2 separate regions of the Drosophila melanogaster genome follow, and region 2 is linked to region 1. The links are chromatin contacts, called in public targeted proximity ligation maps. All regions are on one chromosome and are shown on one strand. The core of a region is the stretch at or near the end of the contact, and the rest is flanking DNA. Distances in the headings are between cores, read along the strand shown. Region 1 holds the start of CG13689. Region 2 holds the start of Eaat2 (Excitatory amino acid transporter 2).

Region 1 (3,246 bases), core at 260-2,759:
AAATATGCAAAATAAATGCGGGCAAAAAATCGCTGGCCAAGTCCATTAAAAGGGAATAAGTGCGTGCAAATCCTGGCCGCAGGATGTTTTTCATATTATCAGAACGCATATTACTTCATCGGAAATGAAGAGCTTTCGTTCCCCCCGCTAGTTGCCAAAGTAAACATGTGTGAATTGCTCGGGAAAAGTGAGGGATGATGGGCGGGATGATGGCCATGATATCCATATCTGTATCCGTATCCATAACCATAACCACGCGCCTTTTTCGCTACACTAAAACCGCAATACAAACACACCCACACCCACTTAAGAGAACGGAAAAAAGAACGAGGGGCACAGGATATGTTGGATGGAATGTACTGTGCACCACATTCAAGTTGATCCCCTTGTAAATCTCTAAATTGTTTTATGAACATATTGGCCGGGAAGGTGTAAACCTAATTTTCCTTTATGAACCGGACGAGGCAGGTAAAGTGGAAGTGCATCCATACCCGGACTTTTTGTTCCGGCTCAGCAGGATGCACTCCATATCAATGTGCTCTTTGTTTGGCCGCCTCATTTAAATCGTACCGCTGGCCAATTTGCATTCGCACTACAGCCAAATTGATCCGCCCTAATCCCAGTTTTAGTTTTGGTTCCCGAACTTCTTCTTCGCTACTTCGAGCGACCGACCGATCGACCGAGATTTATAAGCGCGGGATTTGAATTTGCTAGAAAAACAAAACTCCTCTGCCTTTTCCTCAGGCTTTAGCCTTAGCCCTGGTTTGGCTATGTTTCTGGCTGGGATTGGCTTGGATCTGGATTTCGGTCCGATCCGGCTTGGCTTCTGCTCTGGCTTTAACTTTGCGCTTGCCCTTTGCCGGGAAGGTCTGAACCAGAGTTTTGAAGTCAGTCGGTTGACCGGAAAAGGCCTTCAAGGGGTTGGCCGCGAGGGCAGGGAAATATAAGGGTTTTATCATTTAAGAAATGAAGAGATTTTGTTGGAATAAGTAATTCTTCAAAAATGAATAAAATTTCATTTCATTAATTTGCGGCATAATTTCATAATTATTAATTATATAAATTTTGTAATATATTGTATTGATTTTTAAGACAATTTTTTTTAATATGTATCTATGAGATTCTAAGTTAGAAACAATAATTATTATATCTAAAAGTAACATGGTGGCGCCATCTGTTGTTCCCTGAAAGCCCCTGTACTTAATTTCCGGTAACAGTAATAAGACGCCATCTGGAGTTCGCGTTGTTTACAATCTGTACACACACTGGAATTAACAGCTGTTACAGTCCGATAGACGATTATTCACATCACAATCTTAAACTGCTTTTAAAAAGATATTATTTAAAATTATTTACAAAGAAAACAACCAATTGCCAAATCAAAATTATAATGAATCATTATTAAAGCGCTTCATATGAACCAAAATATATAATTCTGTGAAGCGGTCGCTAGATTTCAGTTTCTGGCCACATTTTGGATAATTTGGCAACACTGCAATCTTGTTATTGCTTATGCTGAGAAGTAAACAAAAGGCGACGAATGTTTGTATTTTCCTAATAAAAGCCAATGGAGGATTGGAAATCGGAGGAAATGGCAAGGAAAAGAAACAGGAATAGGAGCAAGCAGCGCAGACGAAGGCAGAAAAGTGAGGGAAAGCCGAAGCCACATACATCTCGAGATCAGTGGAGCAATGTGGCTCAAAGTAACAATAATAGTCATTAATAAGTTTTTTAATAGTGTTAACCATTTAAAATTCCCTGTTATTGTAGTATACCAAAGCCTTTTTGAATGGCACCACAATCATGTTATGAGTCTCTGCCCTGAGGTTAATCCGAATCTGGATCAGGACCTTGAGGATATTCCCAAGGAAACAGGAACGTTTCACTGCCTGGACTACGTGTACGAGAGTTCTTCCGAGGATGAGGAGATCGAACCCATTGACGAGGGCTATCTGAAGTTCCTCGAGGTGACCATTAAGCATCAGCAGGAACTCAGGGATCGAAGAACTGCCCAAACCACCGACTCTTTAGATTAGAATTTTGGTAAAATAGGTTTTTACGCAGATGAAAACTTACAGTTCATTTTTATCTGGTAATGACTTAAAAATGTATCTTACGTAAAATGTTATAATTTAAGCTCAAGTTTATAGGTTTGGTATTTAGTTTTGGTAAGCAGAAAATGTACCTTTTATAGGGGATATTTTTATATGTAGCACTTTGTCTTGAACGTATTAAGTATATAAGATGTTTTGATAACTTAATGTTCATACTTAGCCATTCTAACTGAATGCCTCAAAGGGCTAGAATCAAGACCTGCGTAGGACGAAAAAGCAACTGTACTTTAATTCCCGGAACTCTTCAAGCGGGAGACAAGTGTCTGATATTCTGCTTTTCTCACATGGTTCTCCACTAATGAAGTTGTGCGAAGTTGGCAGTTTTTTGGCCAAAGGAAACGCACATTAACCCGACCAAGACTAATGCGATGTCATTTATAATCGCGCTGGGAGAACCAGAAGAAAGCTTCAAATTGGGGCATGACTAAAAAGGGAGAGGGGCTTTTGGTAGGATGGAGGACCATTTGTGGGTCAGAGACAATGTCTGCTGCTCGTGTGGGCGTGGCAAGTTGGGCATTAGCCAACATTTTTCGGCACTTTTCAGCAGAAAACCTAATTAAGACGTCCGACTCTGAGTGGCAATGGATTTTCTTGGCTTACTTATATCCCCCATCCTCTCTCTCCTGACCAAGCTCCTCCGCCCCACGGAGCTCGTTTCCCACCTGCTCCTCATTCTCCACTGAAATCACGACTGGCGACGACAACTGCGAACGACCTTTCTAATGCCCGGCCACTGCATAAATCATGGCCCAAATGGCGGCCACCTGCAACCGGCAGCAATAGCAGTAAGCCAACAGCAACTGCAAGTGCACTGTAAGAAATCGCATTGCTCGATAGTCCTTTATGCTCACATTTAATTCTCATTACTTCAAAATATGAGTTTCTCCCAGTCCATTTATCTTCGGTGTTCAGAAAACCATTTGTTGTTACAAAATTCCCATTCGAATTCGTTCAGTGTAGCTAATAAGGCTTTGCTTGCATCGCGAACGGAAACGGCAACTAAAACTTAAGCTAAAACTAAAAGCTAGGATAGGATCTGGGGAATCACAGTTGGACATTCACCGAACGGGAGCAATAAAAGTTTAGTAAAATTAAAATTGAGATTTCAATAGAAAGTTAGGCTCCACCCACC
Region 2 (3,580 bases), core at 868-3,367, 140 kb after region 1:
CACTTTCCAAACCATTCCAGGTAATTTGATTTAATAGCGGTGCTAATCGATTTAAGTGACTTGGCAATTGCCATCGTATGTCCTCGGGGATAAAAGAGAGCACCGCGAGAGGGTTCGTCGCTAAAAGACGTTTATCGATCTGTAAGAAAGTGCGCCTTGTTAGCTGTCATTCATAAATCATGTGAGAGCCCCGGACCTTTGCCCCCGAAGACCAAAAACCTATTGGCCATCTCTTGGGCAGTGGGCCAAATCAATAGGGCAGTGCTATATTTAGCTTCTTGGCCTGGCCACAACAAACAAATCGTTCCGCGTCCGCCGGGATCCGGCTGAATTCGGTTGTCATATTGCAATTCGCATTGCATTCCCCAAGTCCCAGTGGCGAAACATCCTCGCCATATCCCCCAATCTCTGGCAGATAATTAAGATAATTGCAGCGACGAGTTTCGCCTGTCGTTTTGATTTTTGCCCTGCTGCAAGACAGAAAATTTATTGGCACTTCCTCTTCGCAAAACTTTCAGCATATGTAGATCTGAGATATATAGATATTGCCGAGATGGTCGAACTTGAACTTGACATTTGGCAGGGGTTTCTTCGAATGCTTAGGAGAAAGAACGATATCTACAGAGGAAGAATTCCTTGGCTTCCATTATAAATGGTTAGTGTGTTAGGCTCTTGAGCACCTAATCGATTCAACCTGTCACTTGGCCCATTCATTTCGGTTTCGCTTAGCTGACGCAAATTATAGACAGGCACGAAAGCGAAAAACTTTCAAAGCGATCGAAGGTCACCCTGCGTCCCCAAAGTTCACTCTCTTCTGGACTGAAACTTGCAACAGAAATACGCCGAATAGGTGATACCCTTTACGAAGATTTTTTATACGACTAGCATATATAGTAAAAATTGTGAACTTCAAAAAAATGGTTGGCAGTGAAAATGTTTGATCGGTTCTCTGAGTTCTGCTAAAACACCAAACTGTTAATGGCAACTTAATAACTATATTTCAGGTTTCACTTGTCGCCACCGCTCTGTAATTTTCCGTGTTGTTTTTGGATGAGCTCACCTCGGACGATTAACCACAGATTACCCAGGATGGAGCTGGTTGATGGCACTCCCCGCGATAATTATTGTTCTGTGCTGTATGTCTCACTTTCCACTCACTCGTTGGTATTTTGCTTGGCACTTTATCACCGCCTTTTGGTTTTTTTGCGCGCACACCACTGCGAATACTTAACGTTTTGCCAATGCAGTCAGTTGGAATATTTTCCGCAGCAATTTCTGCTGCCGTTGCATCAACAGTTTCAAAATGCGTTGCACTGCTGTAGCCGTTGTAGAGGATTGTCTTCTACCTGCGGATACCACAAAATGGTAGGCAACCCCAAGGGGGCTTTGGTGTTAGGGGACAATGTTTGCTTTTCTCTGCTTTGGTCTGGATTCGAGGGGGCTTGACTTCAAGGTTTGTTTACTAGGAAAGACTAAGTGGGTGGGGGTGTTGATTGGAACGAGGAACGAATGGTGAGAGTACCAAAATTAAATTACGCCCCAGCTTTTTGTTAGGTGATTCACAGTGCAAGTTGTATGCAGGAAAGGCTTAAATTGTTCTTCGACCGACTTTTGTATGACCCTTATGCGGGTTATATACACCGCTCATAACTGGGAAATGGCGACAATTAGTTGACACCCTGCTTCCATGTAAAAACAAATATCGTTGGGCTTTAATTACACCGTCCTTGTATGTTATTTGGCAACACAATTTGTTTCGCTAAGAACCAATTAATAACACATTATTGCCGAGTAATGATGACCTACTGAACCTTGCTAACTAAATGTATTCCCAAGCTGGAAACATTGCTCCTTAGCTTCCTACACGGAAGGGAATAGGTTTTTGGACGTGCAGGGATCGGGAAGGATCTCCGGGTACCTCAAGACGAAACGATCGACGCGACACGGAACCGGAGACTGCAGCCGGAATGCCGCGAGGTCGCGGTCTTAACTGCCTGGCGATCGACGGACGCTGAGCGCTCTAACGGAACGGAATCTTGAACGGAATCCACTCTGAACTGAACGCGATCTGAAGCGGCTCCTCCGATGTCCGCTGGGCTCGCCAATTGAACAGAAAGTGAGCAATGTATTTAATTTAAGCAGTTGCGACCAGAAGAGCCCACCGCCAGGCACATTTCTTTGGCTTTGTTTTCGCCACATTTTGTTTTCACTTTGCTGCAAGGGTTCTCTACGTTATTTCTCTAATTCTCTGGTCACCTAATGCGACAGCGAGAGAGCGAGAAAGCCGCTTGTGACGCCAGCAAAACGCGTCAAAGAGACCTCATCTGTCTCTGTTCTGTCTGTGCATATGCCTATACACTATGTTTATATCACCGCACCACCTCCCCCCCCCCCCCTCAACAAAAACAAACGTTCCCAACACCCGAAAATAAACGACAATTGTTTAATGCACTTTGACACACTTTAAATCTTTAGGAAAATTACCTTAAACAGACACGAATGCCAAAACTAACAAATAGACGACTAAAAGATACCCATTAAATATTAAGTCAAATAACAAGCACCTTAAAGAAAGCCGGATATGATACATTTGCTTAAAAGTAGGTGGAATGATTAAATACCCGTTCTATTATAATTTTTCATTGTATGTTAAATATGTTGTCAAGTCAAGCACACTCATTAATACTCTTGCTGGTATTTCAAATGATCAAGTAAACGATTCTGTTATTGCTCAACTTGCGTGGATCTCAGATACAGCCTAAAGTGGAAAATTGCAACCCGAAGGGTGCGAGAAAGCAGCGAAGCTGAGAAAATTACGCATACGCCTCGTTGCCCGATGCCAAGGTACCGAGATGAAACACTTTTGTATGTTTCTATTTGTCATTTTAATTAGAGCGTGTTGCAGGTGCACTGTTTTTGGGGAAAAGGGATAGGGGCAGATAGAAATATTCTACCTGTGTGAGAATTGCTTTCAAAAACAAATTGGCCACCGCAATCTGGCTTCCTCAAATGATAGGTCTCATTATAGGCCCAATTTACATAATACATAAGCAGAGATAAATGGAGACGGAAAATAACACTGATATGGGTACATTGCGTGCCAACTTGTATCAGCGATAGTTGATGGGGAGTCCGCCAAAGGTTGCCTTACATAAGCAGACCGTTGAGCCGCAAAAATCCAATTAGGGTTCGAAAGGTGAAGGAGCCTGCCCCCGGCCACCTGACCCCGGCGGACCAAAAGGAGACGTCATCGCAAGTGCCGACAATACCACCGACTACGCACTGCACACACATATGCATTCTAATCCCTGTTTCGCTAGATATTGTAAAGTTAACCGTTAAGAGTTACTAACTGCTAGGACTGTTTCTAAATCAAGAAATACCAATGCTTCATTCTAATACATTTAGATATTTATATGAAATAAAACAAAACCGGCAATGCTGATGTATTACTAATAGATAGTGTGCATTTCTGGGAATTCCTTAATCATTTTATTAGCATTGAGTCCGAAATATTTCTTCAGAGAGAACGATTGCGTCGATTGGACTAGCTATTAACTCATTTATGGCAGTATGAATA

The links.
Region 2: a targeted proximity ligation map of the Kc167 cell line shows a contact between it and region 1, with 9 times the contacts expected there. A contact is called at or near these places in 33 of 107 Hi-C or Micro-C datasets (the Clone 8 cell line, the D17-c3 cell line, the Kc167 cell line and 17 more) and 2 of 7 datasets of targeted methods (both in the Kc167 cell line).

The regions. Positions count from the first base shown.
Region 1 is chr2L:601,304-604,549 of dm6, forward strand. CG13689 reads left to right here and starts at 1,510. Exons shown (of 2, transcript NM_001272910.1): 1 at 1,510-1,646; 2 at 1,771-3,127. The coding sequence starts at 1,568. The coding sequence ends at 2,036.
Region 2 is chr2L:742,278-745,857 of dm6, forward strand. It overlaps Eaat2 (Excitatory amino acid transporter 2), which reads right to left and starts at 2,118. Exons shown (of 8, transcript NM_058079.3): 1 at 1,919-2,118; 2 at 1,061-1,346.